Regions from separate parts of the Sus scrofa genome. Here regions 1, 2 and 3 are each linked to region 4. Evidence: chromatin contacts called from public Hi-C and HiChIP or PLAC-seq data. All regions are on one chromosome and are shown on one strand. Each heading gives the region's core, a stretch centred on a gene start, on an enhancer-like site or on the middle of the called end of the contact. The rest is flanking DNA. Distances are from core to core; before and after follow the strand shown. Region 1 holds the start of LOC110261410. Region 2 overlaps C6H1orf228. Region 3 holds the start of TMEM53 (transmembrane protein 53). Region 4 holds the start of HECTD3 (E3 ubiquitin-protein ligase HECTD3).

Region 1 (2,934 bases), core at 86-2,585, 470 kb before region 4:
GTTCAATGGGAAGGAATGGATTTGGAAGATGCAGCAGACAGATTCCTAAAGGGCCCAGTGGCTGACTGGATGTAGGGTTGGGGAGGTGAGAGATGGAGGAGCCTAGGATGACTGGCAGGACTATAGATGGCACAGTTCAATACCACAGCCCCCACCACCCAGGCCTGCCTGATCACACCAGATACGCATCCCCACTCTCCCCCATACCTGCCAGCCACCACTACTACCTCCACACCTTTACTCAAGCTATTCCTGACATTTGCGATGTATATAACTGTCCTTCCTTCCAATCTATTTTTTCATATACAGCTCAACTCCACTGTTTCAGAGAAGGCTCTCTCACTCTAAACCCAACCTACCTCTTCCTCTATATCATTACCCAGCACTGCTTAGGGGCCACTCATTGGAAGGTTGTGGGAGTGGGCTGCCTCTTAAGCATCAGGCAAAAGGCTCAAGCTGAGTTTAATCAGCTTTGTTTCCAAGCAGAGGGCTCAGTGCAGGAGGCAATGGATATGGGGAAATGGACCTATGTGCAAAACGGTAGGTGGTGATGCTAGACTTGTGTGTCAGGTAAGTATGCAGTCTCTGTACTCAGACGGGTCCTAGTAATTGGCAACTTCATGAATCCCTCCTTTGGTTGGTAGATGGGACAGACCAGCCAATCATTTGCTTGTTCAACCCCAGGAATGTCCTTCCCTCATGAGATGACCTAAATTCTAGCCATGCAAATCTTTCAGACGTTGCCCTCTCCTAACTCCTTCGGGAAGCTTCCAAAGTGACTCTGGCCCCTATGTAAACTGCGTAGGTGACAAGGCCACAAGGTTACTGATCATGTGGTGTCTCCTGCTCATCAGTCCGGCAATATATGAGGGTAAAAGGACAAACGTGCAACGCTTCTCTACCCTTTGAACTTAAGCGCCCGTTGACACCCTCTCCCGGTAGGTCAGACGGACACGCGGCCGGGGGAGCTCGGGAAAGAATAGAGGCCAGTGGCACCGAGGCTAATCATACGTTTTGCCCTAGCACCGCGGTAGGGATAAACCAACCTGGAAGGGGTAAATTTCGAAGCCAAAAGGGCATAACGTGTCCTCAATCCTCTGCTTCAGCTCTGCGACATGGGGCTCCATAGCGCACGCTACACGCTGAGCCTGCTGGGAAATGGAGTTTGAAGGCCAACGCGGGCCGTTAAACGTCGAGGTAGCTTGAACTCCATTTCCCAAGAGCTACTGGATCTGCAGCGGAACATCGTTGGCTCTGCGCGATGCATCCTGGGACACGTAGTTCATTTGGTCCTTAGACGCGGCGGCTACAAAATCAGAAAGACTGTTTCGCGGCATGGTGGGGGTGTGTGTATGTGCTAATGCGCGTGTTAAACGCTTCCAGAAAAATGTAGCTTGGCAGCCTTCTTCTGCTGCCGGTTGTCTCCGTGTGGGGCGAACTCAGTTTCCCAATCGGCGCCGCGGAGGCCAGTCCAAAGTCTGGCTTTCCCGGAGTGTCATAGGTTCGAACAGGGTGGCGGCAGGAGTCGCTGCCTTAGATTCGGTGTAATCGCGCCAGTGTCCTGCGTCTGCGGAGGTCTCGACCAAGATTCAGCATCTTCAACTCCCCCCTGGTATCTGTATCAGGGTAACCCTCTTGTACCCCAGTTCCCCAAGGACGCTGCTCCCCTGACGAGTCCCTGAGGCTTAATTTTGGTCTAATATTGCATCCTTACTTTTATTTTTTTATTTTATTTTTTATTATTATCATTATTTTTGTCTTTTTGCTATTTTTTTTGGGCCACTCCCGCGGCATATGGAGGTTCCCAGGCTAGGGGTCTAATCGGAGCTGTAGCCCCTGGCCTACGCCAGAGCCACAGCAACGCGGGATCCGAGCCGTGTCTGCAACCTACACCACAGCCCACGGCAACGCCGGATCCTTAACCCACTGAGCAAGGGCAGGGACCGAACCCGCAACCTCATGGTTCCTAGTCGGATTCGTTAACCGCTGCGCCACGATGGGAACTCCAGCATCCTTACTTTTAGTATTGCGTACCCACTCATCTCTTTCGAGCTGACGTTCTGGCCTTTCCCGGGCTTTGCCTCGGATGTCCCGGGTTGGGAGAGCAAGGGCGTAAGGCTCTAGGGACCCAGACCACTGCCTCAGGCTATGAGAAGGAACCAGACTTTGAGCAGCTCGACACGCTTCTCAATGCTACTGACCGGGAGTTCCTGTCCTGGCTCGGTGGTTAACGAATCCGACCATGAGGTTGCGGGTTCCATCCCTGGCCCCGCTCAGTGGGTTAACGATCCAGCGTTGCCCTGAGCTGTGGTGTAGCTCGGATCCCGAGTTGCTGTGGTTGTGGTGTAGGCCGGCAGCTATTGCTCCGATTCGGCCCCTAGCCTGGGAACATCCATATGCCGAGGGAGTGGCCCCTAGAAAAGACCAAAAAAAAAAAAAAAAAAAAAGCTACTGACGGAAATGTGGCCAGGATTAAGACGAGGGGGCACCTGAGGCCCCTGCCCCCGGATTAAGGTAGTGGGTTAAGGAACACCAAGAACTCATTGGCCTGTGCCCTTCTTTGTTTTGTAGCAGCAGCTGTATTCCTTTGGGGTCTCCACCGCAGGTAAGTATTGTTCCTTTTCCTACTTACCCGCCAGCCTTTTCTCTTTCCAGGATCTGCCTTTTATTGGTGCCTGTACCACTATTCCTTACAAATTCAGCTTTTTCCTTTCCTGAGCAAACATCAGTCCTCCCCCTCCCTCTAATAGACTTTGCACTGACTTTGCCTTATTCCTTCTGCAGGAGACCTGGCTGGGACTCGGATTTCCCCTCGTCACTTGCCTTCCTAGACAGGAGTCCAAGCTCAACAGCCTTGGGCTCTAGAGATTGCCATTGTCCCAGAGAGGCTGATTTGGGCTGAGGTCCATAATGCATCTTCTCTTTGGGCTGAAG
Region 2 (2,923 bases), core at 278-2,777, 260 kb after region 4:
TTTTTTTTTTTGGTCTTTTTAGGGCTGCACCTGTGGCATATGGAGGTTCCCAGGCTAGGGGGCGAATCGGAGCTGCTGGTCTACACCACAGCCACAGCACCTCGGGATCTGAGCCATGTCTGTGACCTACACCACAGCTCACGGCAACGCCAGATCCTTCACCCACGGATCGAGGCCAGGGACTGAACCCATATCCTCATGGATACTTGTCGGGTTCGTTACTGCTGAGCCACACAGGAACTCCTTTATTCCTGTTTTTGTTTTCACAAGGAAAAGGTCTAAGAAACCTTGAATGAATAGGAATCTCCTTGTGGTTCAGCAGGTTAAGGATCCAGCATCGTGACTGCTACAGCAAGGGCTCGATCCTTGGCCTGGGAACTTCTACATGTCATAGGTGTGACCAAAAAAAAAAAAAGTTTATGAAAAAATTTTTATTTATTTATTTTTCCATCTACAGCATGGGGACCAAGTTACACATACATGTATACATACTTTTTCCTCCCATTGTTGTGTTTGAAAAAATTAAAAAAAAATAGATGGGGACTGGAGAGATTTTTTAATAGTAGTGCCACTAGCTGTCCCTTTGCTGGACGTCCCAGGCATTGTGGTAATACTCAAACAATGGAATATTGCGCAGAAAATAAAATGGATGAACTGGAACTAGGTTTACAGATACCAACACAAATACATCTTGAAAATGCAGTTAATTTTAAAAAGGAAGTTACAGAAGGATGGATAAGGTATAAGATTTACACAAGTTTTACAAACACATGACTGATATTGTTGGGTGGAAGAACGGGTATCGCTGAACAAAGGGGGAGCAAATGGGATTGCGGAGGTACAGGTGCAGGCTTCAACTGTATACATAAGGATTTTGTTTTTTGGCATGTGGAAGTTCCTGGGTCAGGGACTGAACCCGAGCCACAGCACCAACCCAGGTCATTGCAGTGGCCACGCTGCATCATTAACTCTCTACACCACAACAAAACTGTTTTGTTTTTACAAGAGAATATCCACACTTTTTTTTTTTTTTTTTTTTTTGGCTGTGCCTATGGCATGCCGAAGTTCCCACGTTAGGGATCGAACCTGAACCACGGCAGTGACCCGACCCACAGAGGTGACAGTGCTGAGTCCCTAACTGCTAGACCACCATGAAACTCCCTACCCTACTTATATACACGACAATGCGGTTGGATCCTTGGATCCCTGGCCTTGTTCAGTGGGTTAAGGATCCTGCGTTGGCACAAGGTGTGGCATAGATGCAAGGTGTGGCATAGATGCAAGCTGTGGGGTAGGTCAGGATACAGTTCCATCTGGCGTGGCCGGGGCTACGGCTCCCATTCGACCCCTAGCCTGGGAACCTCCATATGCCATGGGTGCAGCCCTAAAAACAAAAAACAAAACAAAACAAAACCAAACCCTCCCCAAACCTCCTCCCTGCCCTCGGACTTTGTCTGGACCCGGTCTCTACTTCCTGCCAATCTGGTTTCTGCTCTGCCCCCCGGTGGTGGCTCTAAACTCAGCAGGAAAACTAATGAACCAAGGTACTTCCAGAAACGGGAGGTCGGTGACTCAGCCTCATTTACATACCCAGAATGCATTGCACAAGGTTCTCTCCAATTTTTAAAGGCTGGCTTCTTCTTTTTCTTTTAGCCTTCCCCCTCCTCCTGCCGCTCCAGAAAATGATGATATTTTCACAGTATTGCCTGAGACAAAGGTATAACTTACTAGGTCTTTGGGGACACACAGTTACCATTGCTGAATTAGGACTTACAGTTACCCGAGGACTGTGTGCTCGGCAAAGTGAGCATACTCTGGTTTCTCTTCAGATCGTATAAATCTTTCGCCTTTTACTAAAGATTTCCGTGGAGAGGAACAATTCTGAGTCTTTACCCAATTTTTTGAGGCCTTGCTTATGCGAGGCTTACTGAGAGTGTACAAAAAATAGACGAGTTTTTTACTGGTTTGTAGGTAAACTTTTTGTGGTGGGGGTTTTGCGTCTGTTGTTTAAGTGAATTTTACATGTAAATGCTTACGGGTAACACTTGCGCTGTGGAGATACTGTGCTTTTTCCTATTCAGTTACTGCATGAAACATTTCGAACTCTGGCGAGGGCGGCAGCACTGCTTTCCAGTCTGCTCTCTTTTTCGGAAGAACACGTGTGCTCGTGGCTTGGACGGTGTGGCTTAATCCTCCCGTAGTCAAAGGTCTTGGTGAAGCGATGCTGATGGGGTCGGAGAAGCACGCTGTCGTTTTACCCCCTAGTGACCACACAGGAGAGATTCAAGCAGGGACGGGCACACTTGGTCCCACAGGTTTAAATTTATGCTCACACGTTGGAGACGGCCAAGTGTAGACTGGCACTGCCTGGTGCACAGCCCTCAGTTGCCCAGTAGAGGTCTGCTACCTATGGAATATCTGGTTAATCTATTTTGATTAGGCCTTGAAGTAAACTTTTAAAATTCAGGCCTGGACGTACCTGTTCACAAACATTTTTCAAGGTAGTACGACGTGAGCACCTCGGGCATAGCCCACCTCTCTGCGGCTCTGGTTCTAAGTGTTGCACTCGTGTGATTTGGCATTAAAAAAAAAAAAATTGTAAAAAAGTTGAAGTACAGTTGGTTTCTTTTTCTATGACATATTTATACGTTTTTCACATATTTATACATATGAGGTAATTTAGCCTTAAAAGTAGAACTATTAAAAATAGGGAAGTTCCCCTTGCGGCGCAGCGTAAATGAATCCGACTAATAGCCGTGAGGTTTCAGGTTCGATTTCTGGCCTTGCTCAGTGGGTTAAGGATCCGCATTGCTGTGAGCTGTGGTGTAGGCCGGCGGCTACAACTCCAATTTCGACCCCTAGTCTGGGAACCTCCATATGCCGGACGTGCAGCCCTAGAAAACACACGCACGCGAATACACAC
Region 3 (2,750 bases), core at 164-2,663, 310 kb after region 4:
ACCCCCAATCCATTCTTGTCATTGATCTTTCTAAAACAAATCTGGAGTTCTCTTGTGGCCACAGCAGGTTAAGGATACGGTGTTGTCACCATAGAGTCACTGCTGTGGCGCAGGTTCAATTCCAGCCCCGGTAATTTTCACATGCCACAGGCATAGCCAAGAAAAACAAAGACACAAATCTGATTGTTACTATTTTGCTTAAAGCCCTGCAGACTCCCCATTGTCCTCAGAATAAAGTCTAAGCTCTTGTGCTCATCGGTGTAAATGCACTGGAAAATTTTTCCATCAGTAAGATTTACCCATAAGCTCAGAGCTGAGCTTGACATCAAAGACCTTCCAGGATCTGGGCCTACCTGTTCTTCCAAGGTTGCTCTCCCATTGTCTCTCTTCTGTCCAGAGATGCTCATAATTCCTGGTATAGCTTCTCACTTTCCTCTCTCTGAGTCCTGCAAGGATTCGTATCTCCCAGCATCTTTCAAAGCCCAGCTTAAGAGGCATCCACACTGCCATAAATGCCCCTTTTTATCCTGAGCTGCTAAAATCCTTAGGGCCTACTCTTATGTAGTATTTTATCCCTTGCACAGAATTACAGTTGACTCCTGCTCAAGACTTATGGAAGTCAAGGCCAAGAAATGTAATCCTCACTAGAGTCCACCTACAAAACAGGTGCTCAGGATTTTTTTTTGTCTTTTTGCCTTTTCTAGGGCCGCTCCCGCGGCATAGGGAGGTTCCCAGGCTAGGGGTCTAATCGGAGCTCTAGCCACCCGCCTACACCAGAGCCACAGCAACTCGGGATCCGAGCCGCGTCTGCAACCCACACCACAGCTCACGGCAACTACGGATCCTTAACCCACTGAGCAAGGCCAGGGATGGAACCCACAACCTCATGGTTCCTAGTCGGATTCGTTAACCACTGCGCCATGACGGGAACTCCAGGAAACATTTTTTAAGTGCGGGAATAAATGTAAGAAAACTGTACTGCTTAACCCCTTTTGTCCCGCACGAACAGGACATTCTCTAAAGTCTTCCCAGGAGATACCACCTCCTCTGCATCCCACCCACCCAGCAGCCAAAATATGCCTCCATCCACCGGGGGGGCGGATGGGCTAGCACGCACCCCTTTGGCCGTTTTGTACGGTTTTCTACCTCCAGCCCTCGGAGTTGCGGCTGGTGGAAGACAGTAGAGGCAGCTAGCTAATGTAACTCAAAGGACACTGCTGTCCCCTTCGTAGGATAACACGCGGTTGGGACGGGAAACCTTTCCCATCCCCAGAACATAGCAGCTCTCCCGCAGACTCTTACCGACGCAGGACGGTAGCGACTCTTCCTGACCGGCGTCTTGGCTGGCCAATACTTGACCGAGATCAAGAGAGTCAGCCAATGGCGGTGGGCCAGGGATAGAGTGGGGCGGGGCGCTGTTGCTATGGCCGAGCTAGCCGGTTGCAGCGAGAGGCTCTGAAAGAGACTCGGTGGTTGCTAGGGCGGGAGGTCACAGAGCGCAGCTCAGGGATTGGGCAGCGTCGAGGGAGGTGGGTGGTGATTGGGCGGCGCCCAGGAGGCGCCCTGGTGAGGCGCGGACTTGCGAGCGTGAGTTCCGGCGAGAGGCCCGAGCTGAGGGCCCGCGGCTTCACGATGGCCTCGGCCCAGCTGGACTACACCATCGAGATCCCGGATCAGTCCTGCCGGAGCCAGGGTATGGAGCGGGGGTTGGGTCCGATCGTGGGGAGGTGACGGAGCGAGTCGTGGGCAGCAAGCGCAGCTGTGGCCCCGCCCCTCTTGCAGCCCCGCCCCCTCGCGGCCCACCCGCTCCTGGGGTCCCGCAGGTCCTGGACTTGGTCCGGCCAGAGAGCCCCGCCCCCTAGTCAGCCCCGCCCCAGAATGTTCGCCGCGTCCAAGCCCCGCCCCTTCACTGCGTCTCCGCCCACCTCCCCCAACCCAGCTTGGAGGTCTTTTCACCGTCTGTTTAGTGGGAGTTTTCCGGTCCCTGCCCGGGTTTCTCTCCTGGTAGCTGAAGGCTGCCGAGGGCGGGGGCCCCCCTGATTCCACTTTTGGGGGGCGGGATTCCCACTGCTGTTGTTGTTAGGGGTCCGGCCTTTTTAGTCCCACCATTTTCCCCGAGGTCTTTGCAGAAGCCCACCTTCATCCCTCCCTCTCCACTCCTCCTGGAAGTGGTTAACCGCCGTGTCTGCCAGGAGGTAGAAGGTGGTTCACACCTGACTCCTCTCTTTAGTAGCTGGGTGACCTCTGGCAGTCTTCCTCCGGCTCTTTGCCTGGATTTCCTCATCTGCAAAACCGAGGCACCAATAGTCACCTCCCTCGTAGGGTTGTTGGTTGCGCAAGTGAGATTATTTGTGTAAAGGACCCAGCAGAGGGCCTGGCACGGAGTGTGTTTAGTGATTAACCTTTTCCTTCCTATCAGAAAGGTGTGGGGGAGGCACCACCAAACCAGTAGCCTATAGAGCAGGTCTGGATCACTGGCAGTGTGAGTAGGATCAGGGGCCCAGGGCATGGAAAGTTTAGCCCAGGTGGGGAATTACGGTAGAGGAGCCTTGAAGCACACGCCAGCCTGAACTACACGTGCATTCCTCCACACGCCTTCACACCTCCCTTAGCACAGCCAGCAGCAGCTCAGCCTTTTCCGCTGCCACCATGGCATTCTTCCTAATGCCCAGGTTTGATTTTCTCACTGTTCTGTGTAAAACCCTTCAGTGGCTCCTTCTTGCCCGCAGGATAAATCAGGTCCAGATTCT
Region 4 (2,762 bases), core at 262-2,761:
TTTAAAAATGTAGTGTGGGTGTGTATACACACACAATGGAATATCATTCAACCATAAAAATAAACATATACATGCTATGACATTGTTGTAACATTATACTGAGTGAAATGACAGACGCATAAGGACAATACTGTATGGTTCCGCTAATATTAAGTATCTAGAATAGGCAAATTCATGGAGGCAAAAAGTGGATCAGAGTTTACCAGGGGCTGGGGAATGAGGGCAATGAGGAGTTACTGCTTAAAGGGTACAGAATTTCTGCTTGGGTTGATGAAAAAGTTTCAGAAATAGATAATTGTACACTTTAAAAATCGGTTAAGATGGCAAATTTTGTTATATAATTTTATCTCTTTTTTTAAAATTTAACACATCAAAACCTATTGAATTGTACTTTTTTTTTTTGCTATTTTAGAGCCACACGTGCAGCATTTGGAAGCTCCCAGGTGGAATCAGAGCTGCCCCCGGAAGCCACAGCTCACAGCACTGCCGGACCCTTAACCCACCGAGTGAGGTCAGGGATCGAACCCGAATCTTCATGGACACCATTCGGGTTTGTTGCTGCTGAGCCACAGTGGGAACTCCAGAATTGTGCCTTTTAGACATGCGCATCATGTGGTCTGTAAACTTTTGAAAAGTGGGTGGGGTAGGAGGACAGTTTCCTTTTCTTCCGTGACTGCGCATCACCAGCGGCCCCTGCCCTTTTTGGTTGGTTGGTCGGTTGCCTCCTTGGCCCCCATCTTGGTCTTTCCTCTTATCTGGCTCAGAAGCACTGGAGGAAAGTGGATAATGATCACCCATGCCCTGGGATTAGGAGTAGCCACCAGGATCAAGCCCGAATGACTCAAGACTCCTGTCAGCAGCTGGACTGTGGGACTGTGGAAAGGGTCATTTCCCAAACATTTTAGCCGCACTGCCCCTGGGGTGAGAGCCTGAGATTTGTAAGGATTCTTCCTGTTGGAGTTCCATCGTGGCTCAGTGGTAATGAGTCTGACTAGTACGCGGACTAGGAGGACTAGTACTAGGAGGACAGGAGTTGGATCTCTGGCCATGCTCAGTAGGTTAAGGATCCGGCGTTGCTGTGAACTGTGGTGCAGGTTGCAGATCCGGCTCAGATCTGGCAGTGCTGTGGCTTAGGCCGGCAGCTGCAGCTCTGATTCGATCCCTAGTCCGGGAACGTCCATATGCCACAGCTGGGGCCATAAAGGAAAAAAAAAAGGATTCTGGTTGTAGTGTGGCTCACTGGAGCGAGGAGGCAAAACGAGAGGCTGGAGGATCTGAGAAAGAAATAGCTGTTGCAATGACCCAGGCTAGATAGGACGGGGCTTGAATGAGGATAACAGCGGTGGGGATAAAATGGTGGTAGCAATGGGGATTGCGGGGGTAGACAGATCTAGCAGAAACTACTGAACTTGGGTCTCACTGGCTGAAGAAGCAGCACAGAAGTAGGTAACACCATTGAGGACCTGAGTACACAGAGCAATACGGCGGGACTCTGAGGCGCTCTTAGTCCAGAACATACGGCGAAGGCTGACGGAAGGCGGGGCCGCGCGTGGTGGGAAGCCCGGTCCGCGTTCCCGGCCGCCGCTCCTGGGGCCGCCTCGCCTCTGGGTTTCCCCGGGACAATTCGCTATGGCGGGGCCGGGCCCGGGCGCGGCTCTGGAGTCCCCGCGGCAACTGCTGGGCCGCGTGCGCTTCCTGGCAGAAGCAGCGAAAAGCCTCCGCGCCGGGCGGCCGCTGCCGGCGGCTCTGGCTTTCGTGCCGCGCGAGGTGCTCTACAAGCTTTACAAGGACCCGGCGGGACCGTCGCGCGTGCTGTTGCCCGTGTGGGAGGCGGAGGGCCTGGGGCTGCGTGTGGGAGCCGCGGGCCCGGCCCCCGGTACCGGTTCCGGGCCCCTCCGTGCCGCCCGTGACAGCATCGAGCTCCGGCGCGGTGCCTGCGTGCGCACCACGGGCGAGGAGCTGTGCAACGGCCACGGGCTCTGGGTGAAGCTGACCAAGGTGCGAGAGACCCCGGGGCCAGGGAAGTCCTTGGCTGCGCCTCTCCCTTCCCCCACACCGAGCGGGCATTGCGTTCGGTGCCCTTTGCCCTGGGCTGGGCAGGCAGGCCGCTGACAACTGTTCCCATCCGGCTGGTCCCGGCAGGAGCAGCTGGCAGAACACCTAGGCGACTGCGGGCTGGACGAAGGCTGGCTGCTGGTGTGCCGCCCGGCGGAGGGCGGGGCCCGCCTCGTACCCATCGACACTCCCGACCACCTCCAGCGGCAGCAGCAGCTCTTCGGAGTGGACTACCGCCCGGTGCTCAGGTCCCGCACGGGAAAGGGGCGGGGCTTGCTGTGGGAAGGCCGGCTCCGGGTCTGGCACCGCCGGGCGGCGCCTCCGGAGCCCAGTCGGGGTTTAGAGCAGGAAGGGGCGGGACCTGAAGGGAGCTGGGGTGGGGCTCATGGAGGCGTGGTTTGGAGGAGCTAGAGCTCTGGAGAAGGCTCCAGGGTCTCCTGCTACCTGCTCTCTCGCTACCTGCTGATGCCTCCCCAACCGCGTATCCCGTTCTGTGCGCACAGATGGGAACAGGTGGTGGACCTGACATACTCGCATCGCCTGGGATCAAAGCCTCAGCCGGCCAAGGCATACACAGAAGCTGTACAAAGGCTACTGTGAGTGAGCTGGGTGGGACGGGGAGGAAGGCCCTCCAGGCCTGCGCCCGTCCTAATTAGGGGCTTGGGGTTGCTTAGCTACGTGCCCCCGACGTGGACCTACGAATGCGA

Evidence for each region. A called contact is a pair of places that touch in the nucleus more often than the background predicts. HiChIP or PLAC-seq counts read pairs in DNA pulled down with a chosen protein or histone mark.
Region 1: a Hi-C map of liver shows a contact between it and region 4, with 4 times the contacts expected there. The contact joins the promoter of LOC110261410 here to the promoter of HECTD3 in region 4. A contact is called at or near these places in 3 of 5 promoter capture datasets (fetal liver, fetal skeletal muscle and liver), 11 of 47 Hi-C or Micro-C datasets (alveolar macrophages, epiblast stem cells, heart right ventricle and 5 more) and 1 of 2 datasets of contacts at active chromatin or transcription factors (skeletal muscle).
Region 2: a Hi-C map of skeletal muscle shows a contact between it and region 4, with 2.8 times the contacts expected there. The contact joins the enhancer-like site here to the promoter of HECTD3 in region 4. A contact is called at or near these places in 4 of 47 Hi-C or Micro-C datasets (embryonic fibroblasts, heart right ventricle and skeletal muscle) and 1 of 2 datasets of contacts at active chromatin or transcription factors (alveolar macrophages).
Region 3: an H3K27ac HiChIP or PLAC-seq map of alveolar macrophages shows a contact between it and region 4. The contact joins the promoter of TMEM53 here to the promoter of HECTD3 in region 4. A contact is called at or near these places in 1 of 47 Hi-C or Micro-C datasets (liver) and 1 of 2 datasets of contacts at active chromatin or transcription factors (alveolar macrophages).

The regions. Positions count from the first base shown.
Region 1 is chr6:165,864,531-165,867,464 of Sscrofa11.1, forward strand. LOC110261410 reads left to right here and starts at 1,336. Exons shown (of 9, transcript XM_021097629.1): 1 at 1,336-1,501; 2 at 2,572-2,605. The coding sequence starts at 1,336. MMACHC (methylmalonic aciduria (cobalamin deficiency) cblC type, with homocystinuria) reads right to left here and starts at 1,144. Exons shown (of 4, transcript NM_001244776.1): 1 at 1,047-1,144. The coding sequence starts at 1,127.
Region 2 is chr6:166,587,979-166,590,901 of Sscrofa11.1, forward strand. It overlaps C6H1orf228, which reads right to left. Exons shown (of 18, transcript XM_021096783.1): 13 at 1,591-2,261. The coding sequence ends at 2,074. Among named protein-coding and RNA genes, the nearest start is that of KIF2C, 12 kb to the left of the region's middle. Within about 2 kb of position 1,528, at least 69 of the 83 cell types and tissues checked have an H3K27ac peak or open chromatin away from gene starts, as enhancers often do. A contact at or near this core is called in alveolar macrophages, embryonic fibroblasts and skeletal muscle, where this site is marked.
Region 3 is chr6:166,643,690-166,646,439 of Sscrofa11.1, forward strand. TMEM53 (transmembrane protein 53) reads left to right here and starts at 1,414. Exons shown (of 3, transcript XM_003482099.4): 1 at 1,414-1,693. The coding sequence starts at 1,633. C6H1orf228 reads right to left here and starts at 1,312. Exons shown (of 18, transcript XM_021096783.1): 1 at 1,118-1,312; 2 at 354-446.
Region 4 is chr6:166,331,773-166,334,534 of Sscrofa11.1, forward strand. HECTD3 (E3 ubiquitin-protein ligase HECTD3) reads left to right here and starts at 1,512. Exons shown (of 21, transcript XM_021096755.1): 1 at 1,512-1,998; 2 at 2,143-2,303; 3 at 2,559-2,651; 4 at 2,730-2,762. The coding sequence starts at 1,630.